Linked DNA regions of Mus musculus: regions 1 and 3 are each linked to region 2. A link is a contact called in public HiChIP or PLAC-seq and Micro-C data. All regions are on one chromosome and are shown on one strand. The core of a region is the stretch at or near the end of the contact, and the rest is flanking DNA. Distances in the headings are between cores, read along the strand shown.

The links. Hi-C and Micro-C count contacts between places; a contact is called where the count stands out from the background. HiChIP or PLAC-seq counts read pairs in DNA pulled down with a chosen protein or histone mark.
Region 1: a contact with region 2 is called in a Micro-C map of the HL-1 cell line, with 2.3 times the contacts expected there. The contact joins the enhancer-like site here to the promoter of Tiam2 in region 2. A contact is called at or near these places in 3 of 39 promoter capture datasets (the 3T3-L1 cell line and cranial neural crest), 1 of 15 datasets of contacts at CTCF or cohesin (the NIH/3T3 cell line), 16 of 484 Hi-C or Micro-C datasets (the 3T3-L1 cell line, the C2C12 cell line, the C3H10T1/2 cell line and 11 more), 8 of 115 datasets of contacts at active chromatin or transcription factors (craniofacial prominence, embryonic fibroblasts, embryonic forebrain and 4 more) and 2 of 9 other capture datasets (adipose tissue and liver).
Region 3: a contact with region 2 is called in an HNF4G HiChIP or PLAC-seq map of pancreatic cancer cells. The contact joins the enhancer-like site here to the promoter of Tiam2 in region 2. A contact is called at or near these places in 2 of 39 promoter capture datasets (the 3T3-L1 cell line and cranial neural crest), 1 of 15 datasets of contacts at CTCF or cohesin (the NIH/3T3 cell line), 8 of 484 Hi-C or Micro-C datasets (embryonic fibroblasts, liver, muscle stem cells and 2 more), 6 of 115 datasets of contacts at active chromatin or transcription factors (embryonic fibroblasts, embryonic stem cells and pancreatic cancer cells) and 1 of 9 other capture datasets (adipose tissue).

Annotation. Positions count from the first base shown.
Region 1 is chr17:3,286,861-3,291,730 of GRCm38.p6, forward strand. No RefSeq gene overlaps it. Among named protein-coding and RNA genes, the nearest start is that of Gm34035, 6.0 kb to the left of the region's middle. Within about 2 kb of position 2,866, at least 13 of the 459 cell types and tissues checked have an H3K27ac peak or open chromatin away from gene starts, as enhancers often do. A contact at or near this core is called in the C2C12 cell line, the HL-1 cell line and pancreatic cancer cells, where this site is marked.
Region 2 is chr17:3,323,967-3,328,489 of GRCm38.p6, forward strand. Tiam2 (T cell lymphoma invasion and metastasis 2) reads left to right here and starts at 2,607. Exons shown (of 27, transcript NM_001122998.1): 1 at 2,607-2,760.
Region 3 is chr17:3,366,461-3,371,276 of GRCm38.p6, forward strand. All of the region lies in intron 1 of Tiam2 (T cell lymphoma invasion and metastasis 2), which reads left to right. Among named protein-coding and RNA genes, the nearest start is that of Gm52295, 39 kb to the right of the region's middle. Within about 2 kb of position 3,346, at least 54 of the 459 cell types and tissues checked have an H3K27ac peak or open chromatin away from gene starts, as enhancers often do. A contact at or near this core is called in adipose tissue, embryonic fibroblasts, muscle stem cells and 2 more, where this site is marked.

The DNA of each region.
Region 1 (4,870 bases), core at 1,616-4,115, 37 kb before region 2:
AAAGAACGAAAAACATGTTACTATTAGCTACATCTTACTATTCCATTTTACCACTGCAAATGCCTTTTTAGACTTTATCTACTGAACAACCTTTAGGTAAAGCTCAGAAGTAGCTAAGTTAAATTCGATCAACCAGTAGACTCATTAAAAAAAAATTTTTACCTTTTAAATTCCTTTGTCTCATGTGTTGCCTATAATTTTGGGACTCTTAAAAAGTCATTTGTTCTTATTTTATATGTACGGGTGTTTTTCGTGTGTGTGTGTGTGTGTGTGTGTGTGTGTGTGTGTGTGCCAGGTGCATTATTGTGCTGGTGGAGGTCACATAAGAGCTGCAGATCCTCTGGAACTGGAGTTGCAGATGGTTGCCAGCTGCAGTGTGGGTGCTGGGAATTGAACCCAGGTCCTCTGCAAGAACAGCCAGGGCTCTTAACTGCTGAGCCATCTCTCTAGCCCCAATTCTAAGACTTTTAAAAACAAATGTTTATCCCAGAAACTTAAGTGAAATTGTGAAGCCTAAAAAGTACTTTAAAATGTAAAGGATCAGGTGAATCTCTTTTGAGTCTACACTATTATTAGTCTATTATTAGTAAAAGGTGATGTTTGCTGATGTCCAGAAAAAGCATCCAATCCTTCGAGACTTTTGTGTTGCCCGTGGTTATAGTAAAAACCAGCATCATCTTCCATGTTGTTCGTCCTATGATAAAGAAGAATACATCAGCTCTATAAGAAACAGCAAAAATATTAAGCATACCTGTGAACTCATAAACAAGTTCAGAATAAGCAGTGAAAGTTTGGGGGTCACTGTTGTGAGACCCTGTCTCATGTCTCTTCTCCTCTAGGGTGAGGATAAGAGCACCAATTTATTAACCAAAGTCCATGTGCACTTTGCCTACGGAGGACCATTGTGCATTGAACTCTCTGCTGTATTGCCCTTGAACCTATTAGCCAAACCAGAGTCCTTGGTCCAAAAAATAATAACTGTGTTGTCCAGATGTGGTAGGGGCACACATGCAATCCCAGCACTCTGGAGACTAAAGCAGGAGAGTTGCAAGATTGAGGCTAGCCTGTGCAATATAAATTAATAAGCAAATAAATGAATAAAGACTTAAGGTGCATGAGAAATTATACACTCAGAAAATATCAAATGCAGTTTCATCTTTCATGGGCACCAATGTGTTCAAAATCTCACATAATTTGCTAATATAGATAACAATACATAGTAACCCCTAAAATGGTGATTATTTACAGACTTCCTTTTGGTTCACTTTAACAGAAACTATTCACTTGCTTTTTTTATTTCTGATTATGTGCATGTGTGTGTGTGTGTGTGTGTGTGTGTGTGTTTATGGGTATGTGCACATGAATGCCAGTGATGGTGGATACCAGAGGTGTCAGATTCCTCCCCCTCCTCACCCCACCCCCGCTGCCTCACCCCACCCCCGCTGCCTCACCCCACCCCCACTGCCTCACCCCACCCCACCCTGCCCCACCCCAAGTTGGAATTATAGGGCAGTAGTTATTAACTGCATGGTGTGGCTGCTAGGAATTGAACTCAGGTCCTCTGGAAGAGCAGTGCATGCCCTTAACCACTGAGCCATCACTCCAGCCCAGATTTTATTTTTGGAAATGTATGTATATATGTGTGGGCGTGGCTGTTTGAGAATGTAAGTGCGATGCCCACAGAGGCCAGAAGAGGGCATCAGAGCGCTCAGAGCTGGAATTACATGTAGGTAGTTGTGAGCTGCCTGAGACGGCTGCGAGAAACTGAACCCAGGTTCTGTTGAGCAACTGCGCAGCTCCTCAACTTTCTGCTTGATAGAATTAAAACAAAAACCATGCCCTAGTTATTTCTTCTGCTTTAGTCATTGGCTTGTGACCCCTTGTTAGCCATACCCTACAGCAAGAGCAGGCTAAGTTACAACCTTTTGATCTGTAGTTGTATCAGGAAAACTGTAAAAATGTGAAAAACATTTAGTCTTTTTTTTTTTTTTCTTGCCTCTACAACTACTTCTTTTGTATGGTACCTGGTTCTTGTCATTGTTGCCACACACCTACCTAAGTAAAATGTAGATTCAGTAGCGGATAAGATAATTAAATGTGGCCTCATCTCTTGTCACCATGTAACAGATAAATGTGCAATTATTAGGTCACCAAAATAACACAAGGAGGCCACTGGCCTCTGCCTTGTCCCCGAAGACCCTTCGTCAGAGGGAAGTACAGTGAAGTGGTGTGAGGCTACTCTCTAAGTGGCCCTCATCTCTAGCTGGAATCTGTATTCAGAAACCTGAGTGGGTTGCCACAAACCCCCGGCTTGTAAACACAGTAGCCAGCACACGTCTGAAGGAAGTTTTATTAAAAGGACAGAAAATTTAGTACCTGTTTTATCCTGGAATACCATGCTGTCTCAGAGGGCACTGTGCTCAGAGTTCAGGTCATCCAAAGGGCTGAGCTTGGGTGGAGCTCACTGCTTCCTGACTTCCTGTTTCTATGCTTCCCTTCTCTTAGGGGATATTGAGATCGGAGGTTCCATTCCTGACCTCGCCAATGTGTTGTTGATCTTCTGGCAGCATCTTCAGTTCTAACAATTAGGGATGGGCTTAATGTTCTGTTTAGAGGTTTTAAATCAACATCTTCTGGGTCCTGTTTCTGTGGTACAGAGTCGATGTCATGGAACCTCCCTGTGGCTTGATAGGTGCCCATTCCTTAGTCCCAGGTTGAAGGAAAGGGGAAGCCAATTGGGGAGGAAAGGGTTTATTTGGCTTATACTTCCACGTCACTGTTCATCACAGAAGGAAGTCAGGGCAGGAACCTGGAGGCAGGAGCTGATGCAGAAGCCATGGAGGCATGCTGCTTACTGACTTGCTCCCCATAGATTGCTCAAGCCTGCTTTCTTATAGAACCCAGGGCCATCAGCCTAGGGATGGCACCTCCCACCATGGTCTGGGCCTCCCCTATCAATCACTGTTTAAGAAAAATGCTCTTTTAATAACTGACAACTCTCTTATGTGGCAAGTTGACACAGAGCTAGACCGTACACGCTGTGCTACCCCTGAAACTTATTACGAATCCTTCTCAGCCCCAAGCATCTCACCCTTGATGAGGAACGAACTGCAGTCTGCTTCGTCTGGCTTTCCATGCTGGCTTATCCATGCTGGCTTATCCCCAGACAGAGTCTGGCTCCTCTGCACTCCCCATTTCACATGGACCTCTAAGAAGACAGTGGTCATTTGGTTCTAAAGTCAGCTTCATTTATGTATACAGTCATCTTCCTCCCTCCCTCCCTTTCTTTTTCAGAAAGGGTCTTGCTCTTGTACGTGAAACTTGAGCTCCACCTGACTTGACCTAGGAAGGATTGAGCTAACAGTTTTGTGCCGCACTGGCGGAAGGGAGAGGAGGAAAAAAAAAAAAAAGACCCATTTTAAAAAGAACTATGTCCTGATATATCAGAAACTGCAGTTTGAACAGTAGAGTTCTATTTAAGGTACTTAATTCCCCTCTCCACCCATGATTCATTGTGAGCTCACTGAAGTCAGAAAATGTGCTAATCGCCCTTTTGTGTGCACAGTACCTACTTGGGGCTTGCTTCGCAACAGAGGCTCAGATATAGAGGCCCAGCTGAAGAGCCCAGCTTCCTGGGCCTATGTGACTTTATTTGTAAAATGGAGGCACACTGTGCATGCTTCATGGAGGACTGAGCGCTACATGTGGTGTCACGTGTTTGAAGCAGAGAGCATGGAGTCTGCCACCCGTAAGCACTCATTTTATCTGGTTTTCTCTGGCCTGGTCGCTATTTGGCTGGCGGCTCCACCGTGCAGTGTCTTTAGGTGCGTGTGGTGAGAGGTTTGAACTCCATTAGTCCGAGATCCCAGCCAGCTGAAGCTCTAAGGTCTTCTGAGGTGGCGAGAGACAAATTTGCTCTTTGGAGACAAGTCAACCTCTGTCTAAAACTATGGGAACTGTCCTGGGTGTGTGTGTGTGTGTGTGTGGCTTTTATTATATCTTGAAGGGCTCATTTTTCTATGAAATATGGAGACTTGGGCTTAGTATTAGAAAATCACTTCCATTTTTAGAAAGATTATAAACTAAGTTTTAAATCAACATGAAACTCAGGAGGGTGTTTGTTTGTTTGTTTTCTATCAGAAGTCCTTACTAAGCTACAGTTTCTGCTAGGTTAAGTACCATTTCGCAGAAGCATCCCTGGTTACTGAACTTCTGACTAGACCTGAAACTGCTGTAAGTGACAGACTCTGGACCCTGTTCTTTCTCCTATACAAAGGAGTACCCTACATAAGTAATTCTGAACTCTCGGGTACAGACTTGGGGTGTCTTCTATTTCACGCTCACCAGAACACAACCATCAAGGGGAAACCATCTCCACAAAAACTTTCCTATGCTGCAAGAGTCACAACCAATGTTCAACCCTCCAACCTTGGCTTTCTGAATTCATTTCTCACCAGCACTGCATAGGGAAGTATACATGATGTCTTTATCAACCTGATAGCCAGGGAAGAAGAGGGTTGGCTGTTACCAGAATAAATAAAGCGTCCAGCAGCAAACTTTTACAGGCATCCCCACAGACTTTCATTCTGAATTGCATTTCACCTTGTCTGTGAAATGAGAGCATTTTACTTAACACCTCCATAGTTTGCTATTAGTAATTTAACGAGCCTGTTTGTCGGTTTCTTTCAGGATAGAATGACCCAGAAGATCATGGGGCATCTAAGCTTCTAGGAGGATGTGAAGTTGTCCATCTTCAGCAGTCTGGTTGAAGCTGGAGGTCAGTATTTGTCTCTGTGTTTTTAAGAGTTCTTAGCAAGCTGTCCTGAGGGTAGGGCAAGAATCACACCTGCATTAGCCCCACTGTATGATT
Region 2 (4,523 bases), core at 1,357-3,856:
CCCAAATAAATCCATACTATCTTAAATTGCTTCTTGTCATGTATTTGGTCACAGCAACAAGAAAATTAATATGCCTACCCATTCCGGAAGTGTTTTTAGAAGCACTAGGGGAGATGCAACCATTTGGATCATAGATGTTATGTTTTATTAAAAGGAAAGAAAGCCAGGAATATGTTTGGTAGAGGCATGGTATGATGAGGTGGAAGGGGTGCCTATGCAGGCCTGAGGCACCAGCCATATGATGGATATAGTATAGAATAGAGTTTATTTAGGGTATGGGGAGGGGAGTTGGGAAGGGAGGAGAGACAGAGAAAGAGAGAGAGAGAAAAGAGGAGAGGAGAGGAGTGGAGAGGAGAGGAGAGGATAGAAGGGGGAGGGAAATGGGGAGAGATGGGTCAGAGAGTGTAAGAGAGTCAGAAGGTAAGAAAGTAAGGAGGGCTGGAGAGATGGCTCAGTGGTTAAGAGCACTGACTATTCTTCTGAAGGTCCACCTGTGTGTGTCTAAAGACAGCTACAGTGTACTTACATATAATAATAAGTAAATCTTTGGGCCGTAGCAAGCAGAGGTCCTGAGTTCAATTCCCAGGACCACCAAAAAAAAAAAAGTGCGGAGGGGGCAAACAGCCCCTTTTATAGTAAAGCAGGCATACCTGGCTGTTGCCAGATAATTGTGGGGCGAATCTTAGAATACTAACACTAGGTACTGTTGTACAAACACATTACTTTAAAAAATATTTATTTATTTACTTTATCTATATGAGTACACTGTCACTGTCTTCAGACACACCAGAAGAGGGCATCAGATCTCATTACAGATGGCTGTGAGCCACCATGTGGTTGCTGGGAATTGAACTCAGGACCTCTGGAAGAGCAGTTAGTGCTCTTAATGGCTGAGCCATGTCTTCAGCCTCACACATTTCTTTTATAATCAGAAAAAAAAATGTGTTTATATATTTATTTAGTGTATATTGCATATACATGTATATAGACATGGTGAGGTCACAAAACTCATGATTGTAGATCTCAGGTTAGGTTGGCTACTTTCCTCTCCTTCATATGGAGGGTCATCTGGCTCTCTCCTCAGCTCCCTTCATGCTTAGATTTTTTAAAAAATTATTTTTCTGCATATGAGTGTTTTGCCTTTATCCATGCCAGTGCCATCTGAGATCAGAGGAGGGAGTTGGATCCCCTCGATCCGGGGTTATAAATGGTTGTGACCTGCTATCTGGGTGCTGGGAATAGAAACTCGGCTGCCTACAAACACAAGTGTTCTTAACTACTGAGCAACACACACACACACACACGTGCGCACACACACGCACACGCACACACGTACACACACACGTGCACACACACACACACACACGTGCACACACACATGCACACACACGCGCACACACACGTGCACACACGCGCGCACACACACACACATACACACGCACGCGCACACACACACACACACACACACACACACACACACACACGCACCCTGCCCATTTAATTCCATATTCGTGTGCTATGAAGATGACCCTCTACAGCTAGTCTTGCATTGATGCCTGTATCTTGGGGAACCATAGTAACAAACCGCTGTAGACCTCAGAGCTGCGGTGACCCCCAAGATCAATCCTGTTGAACGTTGGTGTTCCCTCACAGAAGGACTGGGTGGAGAGGGTCTTTGACCCCTCCCTTGATATTCCCTCCTGCACCCTCCAGCCAGCTGGAATTGAGAGCGGCCTCGGTCTTGGGAGGTCCCATATTCTACAGCGTATGAGAGGTTAACTGAGGGGGATTCTAAATATGCAGTTATGAGTAGTCCATTCTGGGGTGGGGCCGATTTGGAGGTCACCCACATTCACTCCTGCTCTGTGAGTAAGTCCAATAATTTATACTCCTTGGTTCCCCAAGTTGGATTTTGATGGAATCCTACTTCGTTTTGTCTGTGGTGCCATAAAAAGTAGGTAGACTTCTCCCCAAGGAAAATTGGCCACATTCCTGTCCCTTCTCTCACCTCTCGGATGAGGAGTCTTCAGGTCACAGGAGAGAATGGTGGTCCCAGCATGCGGAGCACACTCCCCTCACGTGGGCTCACTGGCTCCCTCAGGTTTGCCTAATAGGCCCTCACAAATCCCAAACCCAACTCAACCCTGTCATCTGCCTTTCAGCTATCACACCCAGCCTCTCTCCAAGGGGAGGATGATGGGTGGCCTCTTCTAACACGGAGTCCTGTGCTTCTGAGCTGCTCTGGGTGGGACCCGAGGAAACTTCTTTGCAGCACACACTGGAAGGGCCAGGATCGCGCGCGCTTTGTAGTTTGTGGTCTGGGCCACAGCGACTGGCTGGCTCGCAGATTCCATCTGAGAGCTGTTTTGGTTACTGGGGATGTAATGTGTCGGTGGAGTCAGTCCAGCAGGAGAAGGGGGTCCCGGCCGGGAGGCGTGGCGTGGTTTGCGAGGCGGGTGTGTGTGTGTGTGTGTGTGTGTGTGTGTGTGTGTGTGTGTGTGACTCTGAGGGGCGTGTCGGGGCGTGTCAAGGGAGTGTCCGGGCGGGGGCGGGGCGAGCGGAGCGTAGGAAGGTGTGGCCGCCGATCTGGCCTCACTTCGGCAGTGCGGAGCTAGAGAAGCCTTGACCTTCCCGGCTCAGCGAGTGGAGAACAAAGTGACGGAGAAAACTTCGCGGAGTGTGCCCTGAGTCCCCACGGGGCCTCGCTCAGGGGCGCAGAGCCGGGCTCGACCGGTCCTCTGTGTTGAAACTTGGACCGAGGTAAGGGCGCCGAAGGGAGGGACGCGAGGGAGGGCGTCTGGGTCGTCTCGCATAGGCTCCCGGGATCCTGCAGTGGGGTGCTGCACAGCACAGTCCCAGCCTCCACCAGTGGGCCAGCCTCGTCCGTCCTCTCCGCCCGCTGTGGAGGCAATCAGGGGCGCGGCGGGGTCACTTTGCTGCGTCCAGGAGGGTGGCAGTCTTCAGCGGTTTCGCATTCTCTCTTGTCCAGCTTGGCTCAAGGCAGGATCCTTTTCCAGAAAACTCCGAAGTGAGGTCTTGCCCTGCCCCACGCGTGGCGCGGGTACAATTAGGTTCAGCTGTGCCATCCAGGTTGCGAGGTGGCGGCGCCGTCCATTCCCATCAGTGCCCATTTCCTTGCGTCCAGGGGAGAAGGGCGCAGCAGGGAGAATGTGAGCATCCCTGGCTTGGCCATTGGGGTTGGGAAGAGGGGCGAGGATCGCTCGTCCTGCGACCACCTAGACCCGCGCGACTCCCCGCCGGCTGCGGTGCCAAGTTTCAGTGAAAGCCGACAACATTGTGTCCCTGATGGATCGTATTTACCACAAACAGTTCAGGAAGAAAAGGGCCCATTCTTCCAGCAGCAAAGTGTAGCGAGTAAAATTGAGGGGTTTTTATCTCTGAGACCGGAAACTTAATATGGACGCGCTGCTTCTATGGCCCTCCTTACTTTAAAAAAGAAAAAAGAAAAAGAAAAATAGGGTAACTTTATATTATGGGTGGGGGAAGCTGCTCGTTAGCGAAGATAATTCCATTCCCGGGAAATTTTCCTGCAGTTCCCTGGCAGCTGCTGGAAGAGAAGCCGCTAGGTGACATTCCCAGGCAGACTAGGTGTGCTACAAGTGTACACTCCGGTGAGTGCGAAGGTCCAAGCTTCTCTTCTGGGGCAGTTCTCGCTCTCTATTTCTCTCTATTGTCGCTGTGGTCCTCGTTTAACAGATAACACCTGACGTCTCCAATTCAAGATAGAAAACAATGGTTTTTAAGAGCTTTTTAAAAATGGCTTACAAGTTTCTTAAAGGCACAGATCAAGCTCTGCGAGTAGAGTACCATCTGCTCCTCTTCCGTTTGCGTAGCCCGTGAGTGCATATGTGCTTTCCAACTACTTTTCCTATCTTCCTTCCTTCCTTCCTTCCTTCCTTCCTTCCTTCCTTCCCTCCCTCTTCTCCTCCCCTCCTCCTCCTCCTTCCTCCCCCCCCCCACCTGTTTTAAGTTGTAGTTTTAGCTGGGCATGGTTGTGCACACATTTAATCCCAGCAGATCTCTGAGTTTGAGGCTATTCAAGGCTACACAGTGAGGCCTTGTTTCAAAAAACATAAAACAAAAAAAGAAAGAAAGAAAGAGAAAAGAACAGAACAGAACAAGGGGCCGGTTGGGACAGGCAGACCAGGTGGTAGTGGAGAAATGCCCCAGTGGTTAAGAGCTGGGTTCAGTTCCCACAGCCCACATCAGGCACACAACTGTCTGTATCTCCAGCTCCAAGTGACCTGATTCCCTTCTTACCATCTCCACCTCCTCCTCTTCCTCCTCCTCCTCCTCCTCTTCCTCCTCCTCCTCTTATTCTTCCCCCTCCTCCTACTCGTGCGTATACACACACACACCCTAATAATTAGAAGATTTTTAAAAAAAAGATTATCATATCTTTTTTAAAATTCCAAAAGTCTAATATTAAGATGAATTTAAAAGCACATTTTCATATCATTGGATTTATTTTTCCTGCTCAGCTGAAAGGAAAATGAAACCTG
Region 3 (4,816 bases), core at 2,096-4,595, 43 kb after region 2:
ACTGTACTGTAACAGGAGCCCAAAGATCACCCAAGTGGTTCCTTTCCATGTCAGAATAGGGCAATGTTTCTCCACCAATGTTTTCCAAACCCGGTGAGATCTGGGACCCCATTATCTTCACTTTACAAATCTGTTCATTCCCACTGATATTCAAATCAGCATCAGAATGGCTGTCTGGCACCCTAGCAGCGGTCATATACTCATGAAACCCTGTTTATGTCGTTTTAAATGTTTTTCTGTTGTTGGTACAGTATCTGGTCAGAATAGCTGATTGTAAAGTTCTTTGGGCCAGCTCCTTTCACCCAATGCAGTGAAGTAATGTCAGATTAGAAGGAGAGAGAGGTGCGGCAAAGACCAGAGGAAGATGTCAAGTGTCTACTCTATTACGCTCTGTCTTAATGCCTTGAGAAAGAGTCTCTCACTGAACTTGAAACAAATCTGTTTTGTCTAGGCAAGCTGCCTAGCAAGCCTTGGCAAGCTGCCTATGTCAGCCCTTTATGTGCTAGAACTACAGGCACACACACAGCCACACCTATTTACCTGGGTGCATTTGCTCTGTGATCTGTACTTGGGTTCTCAGGCTTAAGTAGAAACTACTCTTACCCAGTCAACCATCGCACAGGACCTCTCTTTGGTTGGTTTTTATGCCCTTACTTCATCCTGAGATTCTCCTGACTAAACTCTGATTGGTTTTCCTTTTTGTTTGTTTATTTGAAACAGGGTCTCGCTATGCTGGCCTGGACCTCACAAAGATCTGCCTGCCTCTGCCTCCTCTTGAGTGCTGGAATTAAAGGCGTGGGCCACCAAGCCCCCTCTCCCCGCCACAGTATGTGTTTTGTGGATGGAAACTGGTAATAAACTCCAAGTTGCTATTATGCCTCGGTGTTGTATTAAAGAAAGGGGCATACACACTTTCCTTGAGTATCACATAGTGAAGAGCAAGCCCAGATTTGAAGTCTCGACTTCATGTTCCCCATGTCTCTGTCTTATACTTGTGAGTATAAATCTGCCTGCCTGTTTTTTCAAGCCAGCTGCTGTCATTTACCTTCTGTCTTAGGGTTCTACTGCTGTGAAGAGACACCACAACCAAGGCAACTCTTATAAGGACAACATGTAATTGGAGCTGGCTTACAGGTTCAGAGCTTTATTTCGTTATCACCAAGGCGGGAGCATGGCAGCTTCCAGGTAGACATGGTGCAGGAGGAGCTGAGAGTTCTACATCTTCATGTGTAGGCTGCTAGGAGAAGACTGGCTTCCAGGCAGCTAGGATGAGGGTCTTAAAGCCCACGCCCACAGTGACACAGCTACTCCAACAAGGCCACACCTCCTAATAGTGCCACTCCCTGGGCCAAGCATATACAAACTGACACACCTTCTCTGTCACATCTTCCCCAACTTGTTTTATTATTTGTTCATTTCTTCTTGCTTCAGTCATTCTAGCGTGTGTGTGTGTGTGTGTATGTGTGTACATATATATATATACATATACATACACATATACACATACATATATATGGATACAACTTTATAGTTTTTGTCTTTAACCTCTTGAGACAGGGTCCTGCTTTGTAGCCTTGGCTGGCCTCATAGTTCCTTTGTAGACTGGAGTAGCCTCAAATGTGTGAAGTTCCTCCCGCCTCTGTCTTTTCAGTTGTGGGATTCCAAGCATGTGTCTCCACTCATAGTTCCATCCATGTGTTTAGTTTAAATTCCTTTAGTGGTCAATTTGTCGTGTGCTTGCCTCATGCACCTTTTATTTTTTGTGTGTGTGTATGTGTTTGTCAGCATGTATGTTGTGTGCACTGCATGTGTATAATTCCACAGAAGCCAGAGGAGTGTGTTGGATCCCCTGGAACTGGAGTTATGGGCCAGCATGTATGTGCTGGGAAGGGAACCCAGGTTCTCAGCAAAGGCAGCCAGTGAGTGCTCTCAACTGCTGAGCCTTCTCTAGGGGATATGAAGACATGTACCTGTTTGGAGGAAGTTCCTCTTGAGACCTTTTGCCAGTTTAAAACACTGGCCTGTTGGTTTTCTTATTACTTTTTCCTAGCATGTGACTTGTAATTAATGTTTTTGTAAAGAAAATAACAGGCTCAGATTTAGTGGGAAGAGAACATAATTTAGTAAAAGGGGTCGTGATTCAAAGCTTAGGAATGCAGTAATGAGAGTTCTACAACACACTGTAAATGATACTTTAAGTGCTTTTATTTTATTTTATTTTTCCATGACTAACAGGAAGTCCATCATCTTGTGGTGGTCAACTGATTGTTTATATTACATCTTTACTGCATTCCCAAGGATGGGGTATGTGTATGTATATATTGGTGTATGTGTGTTGGTGTATGTGTGGGATATGAGCAAGGGTATATATGTACATTTATCAGTAGGCACATCTGCTGCATGGCATCCTTATCTGTGACATAACTACATGAATATGCACACATGTAATCTACATGAATATGCATATATGTAAAGTTAGTGATCCAATTTAGCTTAAGGTCTGAATACTACCTGAATGCTACAAATGAGCAAAAACACAATGATACATGTTCCAACATAAGGCAGTAGAGCTAAAGGACAGCTTTGGATAAAAGGAACCCATAGGGCAAAACAGACATGATGCAGGAAGGAATGGCTGAGTAAATATAGCCAGGGATTTCTGTGGAATTCTGTCCGATTATCCCAGGAAGATCCAGACTGGCTTGGGCCTGAGGATAGACCTGTGTACACCTAAGATCACTTGGTGTCTTAAAGCTTTGGAAAGTGCTCAGACTGTCTGAATGCCAGTGAGTGATTAAGTAGTTCATTGTCTTGGTGATAGGTTTTTGTTGATAATTGACAAGTTTACATCTATTTTTTAAAAAGATCCTTTTTATTTTTCAAGTGTAATATTTCCCAAAAGATTTCCTTTGCCAGGATAGGTGTGTAGGGCTGTTGGTGCAAAGACCAAGTGTAACGCCTCCTACTTAAGAGTTAAATCTGAACTCCAGGCAGACCGAAGAATCTAGTTTTCACTTTTGAAAACTGCAAGCCTTAACTGTGTAGTCTGAGAAACATTGATAATAAAACAACCAAACCCTGCTGTATTTAGGTTTATGGATCTGGCTTGCCTATGCGTCAATTGTGAATTGTGGATGGGGCAGAGGCTGGAATTTGATTATTTGGCGTTCCCTGGAACTTTTGTTTTGGCCCAGAACCAAGTGTGATGTGAGTGAGCCCAAGCCCAGTAGCATGTCTCAAAAGAGAAGGAGTAAGAATGGACATGAGCATAACTGTAGCCAACTGTTTACCAACGGGGCCAGAGGCTTTAGAGTAATTTGGTGCGGAGGGTGGAGATCCGGCTTGAACATTGGAACTAAGTTACATAATTCTGCTGCATGTCTGTACGGCCAGTAATTTGTGTTCATTCAGACTGGAAAGAACCAAGTCATTTGTTTAGACTTTTCCCTGGGTCTGGTTGCTATTGCTGTTCAGACTCCTGTCCCACCTGGCCTCCCTCCCAGATCCCTTCTCTCCTGCTGCCCTGCCCCCTCACTCCCATCCAGGCTGACTCCTTTCTTTCTCCCTTCTTCAGAATAGGCTATTAGTAACATTTTACTTTTGTATAAATGAGCTTTTGGTCCATTCTTTTTTTCATGTTTACTTAGCTCCAAGCTGTGCAAAGCCTTGATGTTTTGAGCTAAAGCCATGAATATGTTCTTGATGCAAATAGACGCACATCTCTCCTCCTGAGGTTTAAAGTGTGATTTTTTTTTTAAACCTCTGCAGTGAAAATAATGAGTTAAGGCACAGGTGAGAGGCTGCTGTTTGGCTTGGAGACACTGGTGGGGGCCACTGGGCAGGAGAAGGCAGGCATTAGGACCCTTGGGTAGCCAGCTATTCCATTGTGTGTTAAATAACCCAGTCCGATTTAGGTGTGAGCAGACAGAGAGTTTGTACCTTGAAGACACAGGTTTTGTGCATATCTGGAAACCCTTTAGAGTGGGAGATTCTTAACCTTTGAGACGCCAGCCCCAATCTGAATCCTTCCCGTGCCCATAGGTCTCACTTCTGTCAGGTTCCTGTTTATTTCTATTTTCTTAATTTTACTGTTTATTGTTAGAAACTGGGAAGGCCTGGAACAAGAGCAGATTGCTTGAGGCTGTGTGTGTGTTCACATAAACTTCGGCAGCAGTCTTTTGTAGATGGACTGCAGTGTTCTGTGTTGTGTTGCTGGTGTGTTCTTTTCCCGTTTGGCTTGAGTTTTCCCTTTGTTTTGATTCTTTATAACCGGCTTGAATTTCAGGCTTGGAAAACAGGCCCAGATTTCATAATAAACTTGAAAACTTTGGAAAAAAAAAAGAAAAGAAAAAGAAAAAGAAAGAAAAGAAAAAAAAGAAAAAGAAAAAGAAAAAGGAAAGAAAAGGAAAAAGAAAAAGAAAAGACTTTTGTTGCTGTATGTTGAAGCAAAGCTTGGTTAGTTGGTTGATATTCCTGTTTAGGTCATTCAATCTGCTGGATTTGTAGGGTTTTCAGAAGAAATATTACATACAGAATTTTAAGTGTGGTCACAGCCATCGTAGAGATCTCAGAGTCATTAGGACCTAAAGACCCTGTGTGGCACAAAGGATGCTAATTTTCTGCATTATACAAAGTGTTAACCTTGTACCATCTCTGCGGTGCAGAGCTCCTTCCTTCAAAGCTCTAGGTCCTCTCTCTCTTCAGATTCCTGGTCTTTTGTGGTATCCCTCTTGATTCCTTACAGTCAACCTCTGAGTACCCAGGTCTTCTCCTCCCCTTTAAAGAATATCCACACAAGTATCGTTCCTTTCCCTGG